Linked DNA regions of Mus musculus: region 2 is linked to region 1. A link is a contact called in public promoter capture Hi-C data. All regions are on one chromosome and are shown on one strand. The core of a region is the stretch at or near the end of the contact, and the rest is flanking DNA. Distances in the headings are between cores, read along the strand shown.

Region 1 (6,652 bases), core at 2,459-4,958:
TGGGCTGTCCCTGAACCCCTGGGGCAGAAGTGTGTCTAGGTCAATCCAAAGTAAAGGCAGAGATATTCTGTGACTGTGAGTGAAAAGGAATGGAAAAGAAGGCATGCGCTATGATGCACTATAAAAGGACCAGGAGAGTAAAGTTGCCCAGCTCCTCGAGGACTGTATAATATGATTTAAAGCTTTATTTTGATACTAAAAAAGTTTCAGTTCAGAAAGTGTTATTTTTTTTAAGGTTCAAACTTAACAGAGATAATGCTGCAAATCCTAATCTTATAAAAGCTACTAACTTATTTTAAACTGTTAAAAAAAATAACAGTTTTAGCCAGGCAGTGGTGGTGCACGCCTTTAATCCCAGCACTTGGGAGGCAGAGGCAGATGGATTTCGAGGCAGCCTGGTCTACAAAGTGAGTTCCAGGACTGCCAGGGCTACACAGAGAAACCCTGTCTTGAAAAAAATAATAAAATAAAAATAACAGTTTTTTTTTATTGGGAGTGGGAGTCCCCAGCACTCTGGACTTCTGCAGAATAAAACACACTTTGCTTTTACATAACAAAAAATAATTAAGACGTGCAAGTTAATGATCGGTCACCTTATAAAGACCAACTTCTTTTGGGGGGGTTGTTTGTTTGTTTGTTTGTTTTTTGAGACAGGGTTTCTCTGTATAGCCCTGACTGTCCTGGAACTCACTGATCCACCTGCCTCTGCCTCCCGAGTGCTGGAATTAAAGGCGTGCGTTACCACTGCCTGGCTAAAATGCTGACTTTGATTTGCTCTTTTTCTTTTTTGTTCAGAGTCTCCGTGAGAATCCTACATAGGCCTGGCACTCACGCCCTCCTTGCCTTCTGCATACTGCACTTATAGGTGTGCTCTCCAACCCTATCAATTCTGAACTTTATGATGACTTAAGGTGAGATTCGTGGGTGAGGCAGGAAGCCTGAAAATTCAATGCCTGCCCTGGCTACAAGTGAGTTCAAGGGCAGACTGAGTAACCTACTGACAACAGGTCTCCAAAAGAGATGGTTCTCCTTGGCCTGTACTATACAGAGTGATGTTATTGGTATATTTTAAGGTAAACTATTGCAATCTAATGCCCTCTTTTTTTTTTTTTTTTTTTTGCCTTTTTTCTTTTTGAGAAAAGACTTCATTCTACAGCTCTGATTGGCCTGGAACTCCCTTTGTAAAAAGGCTAGCCTGGGACTGACAGACACCCACCTGCTTGTGTACAGAAGGAAAAAAAATCCCACCTATTGCAGTGGTACACCTGTAATCAACACTTTTGGAGGTAGAAACAGGAGGAAAAGGAGTGCAGGCCAACATTGGCTACAGGAAACCTGTCCTCAAACAAACAGATGTAGCTATAGTGGCTTGCTTCTATAGTGCCTAAGCACACACCTTAGAGATGCATGCTCACCAGCTTATCCCAGTAAATAAAGACTCTGTCATGTCTGATGGGGATTTTGTTCTTGGGAGCAAGAATGAGGACTGGGGGAAAGAACTGCTTAATCTGTAGAGTGCTCATGGGTAAAGTGCTTGTTTTTTTGTTTTGTTTTTGTTTTTGTTTTTTTAGGTTTTTCGAGACAGGGTTTCTCTGTGTAGCCCTGGCTGTCCTGGAACTCACTCTGTAGACCAGGCTGGCCTCGAACTCAGAAGTCCGCCTGCCTCTGCCTCCCAAGTGCTAGGATTAAAGGCATGCACCACCACGCCCGGCTAAGTGCTTGTTATACAAGCATGAGCAGTACCTAGGGAGATGCCAAACACAGAGGTGGGAATCTCTAACCTCAGTGTTGGGGCTACAGAGACAGGTGGATCTCTGGAGCTTGCTGGCCAAGGCAGTCTAGTCAACCAGTGAACTCCAGGCTCCATGAGACCTAAAAGTGGGACAATGTCAAGGAAGTTTTAGTTTCCTTCTGCTGCTGTGCTAGAACATTCTGACCAAAGGCAACTGAGGGGAGGAGAGGACTGATTTCAGCTCACAGGCCACAGTTGATCCTTAAGGAAACTCAGCACAGGAACTTTTGAAGCAGAAACCAGGAAGGAACCCATGTTGCTTGCTGGCTCACTCAAGCTGAGTAGCCCAGGACCACCTGCCCAGGGAATAACACTAATTGCAATGAGCTGGGCACTCCTGCATCAATTAACAACTGAAACAATTCCCCACAGACACTGTGTCAAGTTGAGAACTGAAGCTGATTAGAACAACACCCAACGTAAGATGTGCACACACACCCCTGCACATATTCCCATACATATTTGCACATACATGAACACAGAACATACATATGCACACAAAAGAAGACCTCGAACTCAGAAATCTGCCTGCCTCTGCCTCCCAAGTGCTGGGATTAAAGGGGTGAGCCATCACCGCCCTGCTCAAAAATTCTTACTTTAGACTCGTATAGTGAAATAATATGAAATGAAGTATATAGGGAAAACTTGTATAAATTATATTTGCTTCAAGGTAGGAACCTGGAAGCCAGAGCAAGCAAAGAGAGGAAATCCTGAAAGACCTATGGAGACTTGGAGAAGTTCCACTCCCCTTCTCAGTCTCCACTGCAAAGGAACGAACTCCCTCTCACATGGGACGCTTCCCTTACCCAGCATTTAAGGGTCTGGTAACCCTGTGGAAACTATCTCCAGGAAAAGGTCACAGGTTGTCATCATGTCAGTCACACATATGCCAGTATTATGGAGCCAGATTTCAAATTTGCATGGGAGAGAGGGAGGGAGGGAGAGAGAGAGAGAAAGAGAGAGAGAGAGCACACATATGCCAGTATTATGGAGCCAGATTTCAAATTCGCATGGGAGAGAGGGAGGGAGGGAGGGAGAGAGAGAGAGAGAGAGAGAGAGAGAGAGAGAGAGAGAGAGAAGAGAAGAGAGAGAAGAGAGAGATCCCCAACTTCTCCGACCTCCTTAGGGAGCCTGTCAAACTGCAAGGAAAAGTCAGAGGTTTTTGACTTTGTCCTTTATCTCAGAACTATTGGGATGACTAACCATGAAGCTTGAAAAGTAAGCAAATTGCTTCAGATAAAATATAAGTAATACTAGCCATTCCCTAATTTTGCTTCTTCAAACTATTCACCAGAAATAAGGGCTGCTGGGAAAACTTGTTTTCCTGTTTTTATTACTTTGTGTCTAGGAAATTATAAGCAGTGGTTCCTTGCCCTTAGAAATCACCCAGGAGCTTTTTCAAACAACTCCGATGCCTCGTACCTCACATTCATCCCATTAAGTAAAAATCTATAGGATAGTGTCCAGGCATTAATGTTTTTTTAAAAGCTCCCCGGGTCAGTTTATGTGAATTGTTGAGAATTGTGCTTTCTATTGCCTTAAAATAATATACTGTGACCAGACTTAAGGTCTTTTTAAGCAACAATTTTTGAGTCTTTTCAACACGTCCGCGTCTTGTACAGTCTATGTGGTTGTGCTCACTAGTGGCATTTATCCAGCTCCCTAAACTTATCATCTTTCCATGATCGGTGGGGAAATACTGACGTTCGTTCTGGTCCCTTAAAGTAAACATCTAGTGGGTGTTTGGGGGGAAGGGTAGAGGACCCGCCTCTAAGACACGGAAGAAGGCGGTGCCAGGTGAGGCAACCCGGGTCCTAGGTCAGACCCCGCCTCTGGCATCGCCAGGCTCGGGAGCCCGGAACCGCTCCCGCAGCTTTAAGGCTGCGGAGAGTTACGGACTACATTTCCCACAATGCACACAGGGGCGGGCTGGGGCTGGCCAAGAGGCTGGAACCGGGCCTCCGCCACCAGAGGCCGGTGAAAGCTGTCTTCCTGCGCCGGTGGCCGGTTAAGGGTCGGCAGGAGAGATCGGTTCCTCCGCTGTGGCCATGTCTGTATCCTCCAGGGGCGGTAGCCCCGCGAAGTTGCACTCTGAGGCCAGGCACTGCTGGACACTTATATCTCCCCAGGGGTCTGGCAGAGGGCAGTGACTGGTACCCTCGGTAGGTCCTGTGTTTCCCCAAGAAACAGGTGAGTTCGACTGCTAACCCACGTGGCCTGGGGGCGGCGAGAGGCGGGCAAGCTGTCATCTTTAGAGGGAGGGGCTTGAAAACTAGGGGGGGGGGGTGTCCCGGCCATCTACTGCCCCGATAGGGGTACTGCGGCTCTTTGGGGTCCTTTAGCCGGCTGGTCCCAGCTAGGCACTAAGAAAGATGAGGCGAGAACTCATCCTTTGGCCGGGAGAGCAATGTCCCATAGGCAGCAGACACCAACCCCCAATTCGGACATATTCGGCCCACAGAGTTCTCTTTAAAAGGAGGATGGTGGAGCGAGGCAGGCAGGTCTGAAAGGGTGAGCCAACCCTTTCTAGGTAGAGTTTGCTTGGGAACTGTGAGCAGCCTTTGTCAGGAAGGGGAGTGGCCTCTAGAGGTGACAAGGAACTAGGCTCATTGTAGATCCTGGAGGCATCCTGCTGAAGCAGCCACATCACAGTCCCAATTGAGCCCTGACTGTCAGACTTTCTGAGTCGTCCTCCCAAGTGGACCAAAGGGGTCAAGATCAAATTTGAAGCGCTGTTAGAACAGGAAAAAAGATCAAGGTTGTTTGAAGCTAGTAAGGAGGGGCTTTTGCAAGACCCTCCTCTCTCAGGAGCAATCTGAAGGAGGGAGGCGCATTGGAAGGAGGGACAGCATCAGCTTTTTGTTTGTTTGTTTGTTTTTGTTCTTGGTGATTTTGTTCATAGGCTCTGCTAGAGGCTTCTAGGAAAAGTTGCATGCCCTGGGAGCACTTAGAGGAACTGCCTAAAAAGTGTTCCTGTAGAGACCACTGGAGCTGTTCTCAGACACCTCCCTTGCATAACGGCTCAGGACCAGCTTTTCCAGGAGCACTTGCTGCAGAAATCAAAGTCTATTGGAGGTGGGAGGTGGGCTTTATCTGCTCCACTCAGCCTTCTTGCCTGAGTGTGTGGGTATCCAGAAAACGGTTCGCTTCACCAGGCCTTCTGGTTGGAACCCCAGACTGACCTTGGAGAGGATAAAAATGCTATATGATCTCACATAGAAGGAGAACTTTTGTGGAAAAAAAAAAAAAAAAAAGCACCGGCTAGCTCTAGACAGCTGGCCCTGCTCCGTTCCCTGTGCAGGTCCTATGCTGGGGACACTCAGGAACACTGGATTTATTTAACCCTCAGAAGCACAAAAAGTGTCCTGAAGGAGCATGTTGTCAGGACGGCATAGCTGGTGTAGAACTTGTTTGGAGTTTGAAGGCAGAAGTACAAAGCCACAGAGAGGGCATTGTGCAGACCTAGGAGGTAGATAAATTTGGGAGAGATAGCTAGAAGCAGCTGAGAACTGGCAACCTGGCTCTGCAACTGCAGAGAAGGTAAGAACAGCTTGCTTGATACCGGGGAGGCTGAGGCCCGTGGCTCTTTGACCTGATGTCCTGGGGCAGGGGAGAGGGGGTCAGAAGGAGGGGTCCCTCAAACTAGAGCTCATGCTTCCTGAGGTCAGAAGTATGTTTGATCAGGTCATTCCTCAGGCCCTGGCTGACTGAGAAATCTTCTAAAGGATTGATTGGCAGGACAGAGACCACTGGACCTGTGTGTAAATGCAGTCTGAGTGCTAAGAATAACCACAATGTGCTAATAGCTTCAGCTGAGTATAGGGTATGCTTACTCTGTATAGCCAGGCCACATGTATTATCTCATTTAATCTTCCCACCCCATACATCATTCCTGGCTGTTTGCAGCCATTCGGTACCATTTTATAAGTAAGAAAACGGACCAGTAAAACCAGTTCCTCCAACTGCAGAGCTGCTTTTCCTGACTACTTCCAAGGACAAGCTGTCTCCACAGGCAAGAGTTTTCTTGCCTGACCCCAGGTACACTTGAACTGGGTGTTCTTCACACACCTTTTCTTTTCTTTATCCTCCAAAGATGTGTTAAATGCCGATTTAATTCCTCCTGCACATGTCTAATGTAGCAGGCCACAGAGTGACCTTCAATCTAGGGAAAGAAAAGCCCTGGTGAGCAGATATACTGCTGATAAGGTATTCCGACAGCAGCATGAAGTGAGGGAGTGAGTCACTGTGCTAGCCTAGGAAGAGACTTAGGGTGTAGGTAGACTGAGGGCAAAGGTCAAGTGAAGAGTTCCGGCTACGCTGGGCTGATGTAGAAAGGGGGCAGGAAGAAAGGGTAGAAAATAAGCTCCGAGAAATGAAGGAGAAGGGATCAACTGAGGGGCCTGGTGTGCCGTTGGGGGAAGTGACTTTCTTGCTAAGTGAGGTAGTAGTAGTGAGCAGAGGAAGGGCCTGACCCGACCTACCTTTCAGAGGCTCACCTCGATTACAAAGGCCGACCTGCTGGGACACATTACTACTGGTTAGGAGGTTGTGACAATTATTTGCTAGGGGGATAATAGCGGCTTAGACCCACCAGGTAATCAGGGAAGAGATAAGAAATGGTCAACTATTGAACCCGGTGTGCTGGGTGGTGGTGGAGGCATTCCCCTTTGATCCCAGCACTCAGGAGGCAGAGACAAGTGACTCTCTTGAGTTTAAAGATAACTTGGTCTACATAGTGAGTGCCATGACAGCCAGAGCTACACAGAGAAACCATGTCTCAAAACAAAACAAAATAAAAAAGTAATAGTCAACTATTGGATATAGACATTTACAACTTTGATGAGTTATTCTGGGAAAGTT
Region 2 (6,652 bases), core at 2,927-5,426, 170 kb after region 1:
CTGGAGTGGCCTTTGGGGGGGTAGGCGGCGTCGGCGGGGCGGGGCGGGGCGGGGCGGGGCAGATGGCAGCTGCCGCGTGGCGGACTGGGTTCCGATAGGAAGCTAAGCCTCCTCTTTCGGTTCCGCCTTTAGATCCGCCAATGGGCATCTGACTCGCGAGTTCTCCGGGTCCCCATGGCAGCCCAGGGCGTTGGAAATCTAATTGGCTACGTCCGCCGCAGCGTAAAGTCTGACGCTCGGCTGCGGGCGGCCCTGCCACGTAGATTGGCTCTCCCTGTTACGTCACTGGCTGCGCCGCCTCCGGCCGGAACTCCGGACCAGCCGGTCTCCAACCAGTTCCTCGTCTTCTGTTCTGGCTGATCCTGGACCCCACATCAGGGTAGAGCAGGGGGGCGAGGTGACACCAGAGTTGGTCAGTCTAGTTGGTGAAACGTGCAGGTCAGGGCACGGCGTTGGGAGTGCGCGGCAGGGGTCGGTCAGGCGGCCTGTAAGTACTTTGGACCGATAGATCCACTTCTAACATCTGCAGACGCCATGAAGGCACTGATCTTGGTGGGAGGGTATGGGACACGGTTGCGGCCGCTGACGTTGAGCACTCCGAAGCCATTGGTGGACTTCTGCAATAAGCCCATCTTGCTGCATCAAGTGGAGGCGCTTGCTGCGGTAAGGCCGTGGGTCTGTTATGGCGGGAAGAGGGATGGATAGTGACTGGGAGGCCAGGGGTGGTCATACCTTGTGACTGAGCCAGTCAACTAGCACACCTTATTGTGTCTGACAGGCAGGTGTGGACCACGTGATCCTGGCAGTGAGCTACATGTCACAGATGTTGGAGAAGGAAATGAAGGCACAAGAGCAAAGGGTGAGGCATGGACTTAGCCCTTTCTTTAGGTCCCTGGGGCTCTTACCATTGGAGGAGGAACATAACCAGATGGCTTCTTCTTTCCAGCTTGGAATCCGAATCTCTATGTCTCATGAAGAGGAGCCTTTGGGGACAGGTCAGTATAAGGAAGGCCCTTGGGCAAACTTTAGGGCCAGCAAAGAGGTATCCAATCTGGGCGGATGGGTGGGGCCTCTGGAGTCTGGACCTAGGCCCCTAGCAAGGTGGTAACTTATGACTTGTCCCCTTCTCTAGCTGGGCCTCTGGCGTTGGCCCGAGACCTACTATCTGAGACTGCCGACCCTTTCTTCGTTCTCAACAGTGATGTGATATGTGATTTCCCCTTCCAAGCCATGGTGCAGTTTCATCGGCACCATGGCCAAGAGGGCTCCATCTTGGTAAGAGAAGATTTCCTCTGACATTCCCACCCTCACATGGAGTCTTTCCTGACCCCTGGTCTTAAACTCTGTTTTGCTACAAAGCTATGCAGAATGTCTTTGGGGGAGAGCCTTTGAGATGTGGGATAGGCATATTTATCAAGAGTAAAGAAAACTGGACTAGGCCTAAGGTACCCTCCACCTCTATATTCAGGTTACCAAGGTGGAAGAGCCTTCCAAGTATGGTGTGGTGGTATGTGAGGCTGACACAGGCCGCATCCACCGTTTTGTTGAGAAGCCACAGGTGTTTGTGTCCAATAAGATCAACGCAGGCATGTACATCCTGAGCCCTGCTGTGCTGCAGCGCATCCAGGTGTGTAGGAGAGAACTGCTGGGCGGGCTGGGGTGGAGCAGGCCTCTGCTGTGTGGCCTGCTCACAAATTGCCCACTTCCACAGCTGAAGCCTACATCCATTGAGAAGGAGATCTTCCCAGTTATGGCCAAGGAGGGGCAGCTATATGCCATGGAGCTGCAGGGTGAGGTAGAGGCCATAGGGTGTGGGGTAGTCAGTGTGTGGCTAGGCAGAGCCCTCTGACCCATCTCTCTGTACAGGCTTCTGGATGGACATTGGACAGCCCAAGGATTTCCTCACTGGCATGTGCCTCTTCCTACAATCGCTGAGACAGAAGCATCCAGAGAGACTGTACTCAGGCCCTGGCATTGTGGGGAATGTACTTGTGGTGAGGCCCTTGTCCAGCCTGTCGCTAATCTTTTCAGATTTGGGAGACAAATGACCCACTCTTGCTTTCCTCAACACTCTCAGGACCCAAGTGCCCGTATCGGTCAGAACTGCAGCATTGGCCCCAATGTAAGCCTGGGTCCTGGTGTGGTGGTGGAGGATGGTGTGTGCATCCGGCGATGCACAGTGCTTCGTGATGCTCACATCCGCTCCCATTCCTGGCTTGAGTCATGCATCGTGGGCTGGCGCTGCCGTGTGGGCCAATGGGTAAGTCTATGAGCTGGGCTGGGCAGGCACAGGAGCAGGGGAATATGTGTGCCCCATTAACAAGGCTTATCCCCCACCTCCAGGTGCGCATGGAGAATGTAACAGTGCTGGGTGAAGATGTCATAGTTAATGATGAACTGTACCTCAATGGAGCCAGCGTGCTGCCCCACAAGTCTATCGGGGAGTCAGTACCAGAACCTCGTATTATCATGTGAAGGATATGGAGGGCTGGCCAAGCATCCACTTTGCCATCAGCAGGGTAGGACTCAATGCTTCACGAGGCCCTGGACTTGGTGCCATTTGTCTAGGGAGGAGTGGATGACTCTGAAGCTGTCGGACTTCTGCCTTCTGGTGGGGACAGACATGGACAGGACCCTGCTGGGTGTAACCCACAAGCCCCCACTCCCTCAAGAAGAGCGGGCCCAGGGCTGTTTGGAATAATAATTTAATGCTCACTGTAGCCTGGACTGGAAGTCAAGCTCAGGCTCCCACCAGCGAGGCTACACACAGGCAGATGGGTGGGTGGAAGTGGTAAGAGTGAGGGTGATGGGTAAACAGGGCCCGGTCTGCGGCTGATGGCGGAGCTTCCAGGATGGCCTAGGCAGCTGAGGACATGGCGCTTGTGTTGGCTGCCTTGTCCCAGTCCTCTACAGATACAATGGTGGCTTTGCAGAAGAAGCAGTCCTTGTTGTTCATCAGGTGCTGGTTGATGCAGGCTCTACAAGAGGGGAGGGAAGGAGTGCTACCTCGTGCGTCCTAATTTGCCTCCCCAAGTCCATGGGGCCCACTTACTTGCAGGATTTGTGACCACAAGGCTGGAACACAGCAGAGATGGGGTGGGCGTAGCAGATTGGGCAGAGGTCCTCTTCATTGGTGGGCTACAGGGCAGAGTGGAGGAGTTGGGCTGGGATCCTTACCCCTGTCCTGGTGTTTACAGATTAGTAAAACGGCCTCTGTTATGCCACACTCACCAGGGAGGCGGCGGCCGCCTGGGCAGATGCAGCGGTCAGGTGAGCCAGCATCTGTTCCACCTGGGCCAGCTCCTCAGCGCTGATATAATCTGTATCTGCATCAGTAGTAGGTAGCATCAGGGCCCCTGTCGTCTGAGAACTCAGTGCCTCTTGAATACTCCCAGGCAGGGAATTTGCTATTGAGGATCCTGAAACTCTTCCCTGACCTGACCCACCCGCTGGTTCACTTACAACTCTGTAGAGAGAAGCGTTTCCGGTCAGGGGCAGGCAAGGTAGTGCCAGGTGCTAGGGGCTCTGGCTGCCCCAGGAGATAGCATATGGAACGAAGCTGGAAGCAGGGATCAGCCAGGAGCACAGAGGTGGCTTGCTCTGTCCTAGGTAGGGGAGGGTGCATAGGTCGTAGGAAGGCTTTGAGCCTGTGTGAACATTTTCTCCACGTGGGACAGATGAATATCCAGAGGCCTCGCTCATTATTATGCCTCCACTCTCCCCCCTATTACTTACCAACCCTCCCAGGTGTTTGGTCCCACATGACCTGAATACCAGTTTAAAGAGAAGGGTGCTATTGATAAAAAGGTGCTTGCTACCAGCTATGGTAACTTGGGTCTGATCCCCAGAACCTCACAAGTCGTCGTCCGACGTCTGCACGAATGCTCACATACACAGACATAAGTAAATCTAAGAGAGCAGCAAGGACTCCACCTACCCCATTACACACCAATCCTCTGAGGGCTGAAGGCATTCTCCCCTAAGTCCTTTTGCTCTTCAAGAGGGAAGTCAGGCTTCCAGCCAAGCAGACTGGGACACTGGGGCCCTCTGGTGGCCACACTGGCTTTTTAAGTGCCAAGAGATGTGGCTGCTCCGCCCCTTAACAGCAGGAGCCAATGGGAACTTAGGTCCCCGCCCCTGAGCGGTCATTTCCTAGCTAGTACTTAGAATCCAGTCAGAAAGCTCTTGGAGAAGCTAGAAGAAGGGCTGCGGGCCCCACCTCACAACCCAGACCAGAAGAGCAGGAGAAGCCGGCTGGGCAGGGGGAGCCAGCGTTGTGCCTCTCGAGCCATGGGCCATAGGGAACCACAATCCGCAAGCCTGTGCAGAAGTAGGTGAGTCTTGGAGCTGTTGACCTGCACTGAGCTGTCCCCATATCTTCCCTGGTAGTCACTGGCATGGCCTGGCTAGTGCTATCAGGTATACTACTATGCATGTTGGGTGCTGGATTGGGCACTTCAGACTTGGAGGATGTTCTGCCTCCTGCTCCCCACAACTGCCCCGATATATGCATCTGTGCTGCCGATGTGTTGAGCTGTGCGGGCCGTGGGTTACAGGACTTGCCGGTAGCACTGCCTACCACTGCTGCAGAACTCGATTTGAGCCACAACGCACTCAAACGCCTGCACCCGGGGTGGTTAGCGCCCCTCTCCCGGCTGCGTGCCTTGCACCTAGGCTATAATAAGCTGGAAGTCCTGGGCCATGGTGCGTTCACCAATGCCAGTGGCCTGAGGACACTTGACCTGTCCTCTAATATGTTAAGGATGCTCCATACCCATGACCTGGATGGCCTGGAGGAGCTGGAGAAGTTACTTCTGTTCAATAACAGCCTGATGCACTTGGACCTGGATGCCTTCCAGGGCCTGCGCATGCTTAGCCACCTCTATCTCAGCTGCAACGAGCTCTCCTCTTTCTCTTTCAACCACTTGCACGGTCTGGGGTTAACCCGCCTGCGGACTCTGGACCTCTCCTCCAACTGGCTGAAACATATCTCCATCCCTGAGTTGGCTGCACTGCCAACTTATCTCAAGAACAGGCTCTACCTGCACAACAACCCGCTGCCCTGTGACTGCAGCCTCTACCACCTGCTCCGGCGCTGGCACCAGCGGGGCCTGAGTGCCCTGCATGATTTTGAACGCGAGTACACATGCTTGGTCTTTAAGGTGTCAGAGTCCCGAGTGCGCTTTTTTGAGCACAGCCGGGTCTTCAAGAACTGCTCTGTGGCTGCAGCTCCAGGCTTAGAGCTGCCTGAAGAGCAGCTGCACGCGCAGGTGGGCCAGTCCCTGAGGCTCTTCTGCAACACCAGTGTGCCTGCCACTCGGGTGGCCTGGGTCTCCCCGAAGAATGAGCTGCTTGTGGCGCCAGCCTCTCAGGATGGTAGCATCGCTGTGTTGGCTGATGGCAGCTTAGCCATAGGCAGGGTGCAAGAGCAGCACGCAGGCGTCTTTGTGTGCCTGGCCAGTGGGCCCCGCCTGCACCACAACCAGACACTTGAGTACAATGTGAGTGTGCAAAAGGCTCGCCCCGAGCCAGAGACTTTCAACACAGGCTTTACCACCCTGCTGGGCTGTATTGTGGGCCTGGTGCTGGTGTTGCTCTACTTGTTTGCACCACCCTGTCGTGGCTGCTGTCACTGCTGTCAGCGGGCCTGCCGCAACCGTTGCTGGCCCCGGGCATCCAGTCCACTCCAGGAGCTGAGCGCACAGTCCTCCATGCTTAGCACTACGCCACCAGATGCACCCAGCCGCAAGGCCAGTGTCCACAAGCATGTGGTCTTCCTGGAGCCGGGCAAGAAGGGCCTCAATGGCCGTGTGCAGCTCGCAGTAGCTGAAGACTTCGATCTGTGCAACCCCATGGGCTTGCAACTCAAGGCTGGCTCTGAATCAGCCAGTTCCACGGGCTCAGAGGGTCTCGTGATGAGCTAGACTGCCTGAGATCTCCTGCTGCTTGCCCTGCTTGCTGCTGCAGTCTAAAGAACTGACCTGCTGGTGGGGCGTGCTGTGCCTGGTCCCACAACTGCATGTGAGCCTTGATCCTACTGTAACAGTTCTAACACTAGCTCAGGACAAGGTCTCAGACTACTAGAGCCTGCTTCCCCTAGGACCACAGAGTGACCAAATGTCCCATTAACATTACAGACTAAGCCAATCTGATAAAAGCCCTGGCATCAGAGTCTGGGGACCACCCCCAGGAGTTAATGCAGATGTCAGGGTGTGGTATAGAAGAGTCAAGCATACCACACTTCCCCTCCCTGCCCGGAGGGAACTGGCAGCTCAGAAGATCCAGCTTCCACTCTGAGATGGAAGGAGGAAATGAGCCTTCCCTGTACTGAAAGAGGACCCAGTCTGCTGCCACCCAGCCTCCTGAAAGCTTTGCAACTCCTGTGGAGTCTGGTGGGCATACACACCTACAGGACCCTCCTACAGAGTAGCCCTGCTGTCTTCAGCTACAGGCAGACCCAATCCCTAAGGCTCACAACCCAGCAGGAAAAAGCATAGATAGGTGACTAACCTGGGACTCTTGTCTTTGGAGAGCAGGAGGCCTCTCAAGAGCTGGCACTCATCTCAACCTAATGGCTAAACAGAGCCCTCAGGGCATGCGCCCTGCACACCCACTGGGGTGGGTGTGGAAGACGGTCAGTGCCTGCCCAATG

What was found. Capture Hi-C pulls out chosen DNA fragments and counts their contacts.
Region 2: a promoter capture Hi-C map of adipose tissue shows a contact between it and region 1. The contact joins the promoter of Amigo3 here to the promoter of Mon1a in region 1. A contact is called at or near these places in 19 of 39 promoter capture datasets (the 3T3-L1 cell line, the HPC-7 cell line, cranial neural crest and 13 more), 5 of 15 datasets of contacts at CTCF or cohesin (CD8 T cells, the NIH/3T3 cell line and embryonic stem cells), 52 of 484 Hi-C or Micro-C datasets (the AML12 cell line, B cells, CD4 T cells and 36 more), 38 of 115 datasets of contacts at active chromatin or transcription factors (the 230-238 cell line, the HPC-7 cell line, PVALB interneurons and 25 more) and 4 of 9 other capture datasets (adipose tissue, liver, macrophages and 1 more).

The regions. Positions count from the first base shown.
Region 1 is chr9:107,884,421-107,891,072 of GRCm38.p6, forward strand. Mon1a (MON1 homolog A, secretory traffciking associated) reads left to right here and starts at 3,709. Exons shown (of 6, transcript NM_028369.3): 1 at 3,709-3,982.
Region 2 is chr9:108,048,983-108,055,634 of GRCm38.p6, forward strand. Amigo3 (adhesion molecule with Ig like domain 3) reads left to right here and starts at 4,177. Exons shown (of 1, transcript NM_177275.4): 1 at 4,177-6,652. The coding sequence starts at 4,398. The coding sequence ends at 5,924. Gmppb (GDP-mannose pyrophosphorylase B) reads left to right here and starts at 282. Exons shown (of 9, transcript NM_177910.4): 1 at 282-663; 2 at 779-859; 3 at 947-995; 4 at 1,133-1,275; 5 at 1,469-1,627; 6 at 1,712-1,790; 7 at 1,867-1,994; 8 at 2,078-2,260; 9 at 2,344-2,938. The coding sequence starts at 535. The coding sequence ends at 2,475. Rnf123 (ring finger protein 123) reads right to left here. Exons shown (of 39, transcript NM_032543.2): 36 at 3,463-3,605; 37 at 3,232-3,326; 38 at 3,053-3,138; 39 at 2,690-2,978. The coding sequence ends at 2,858.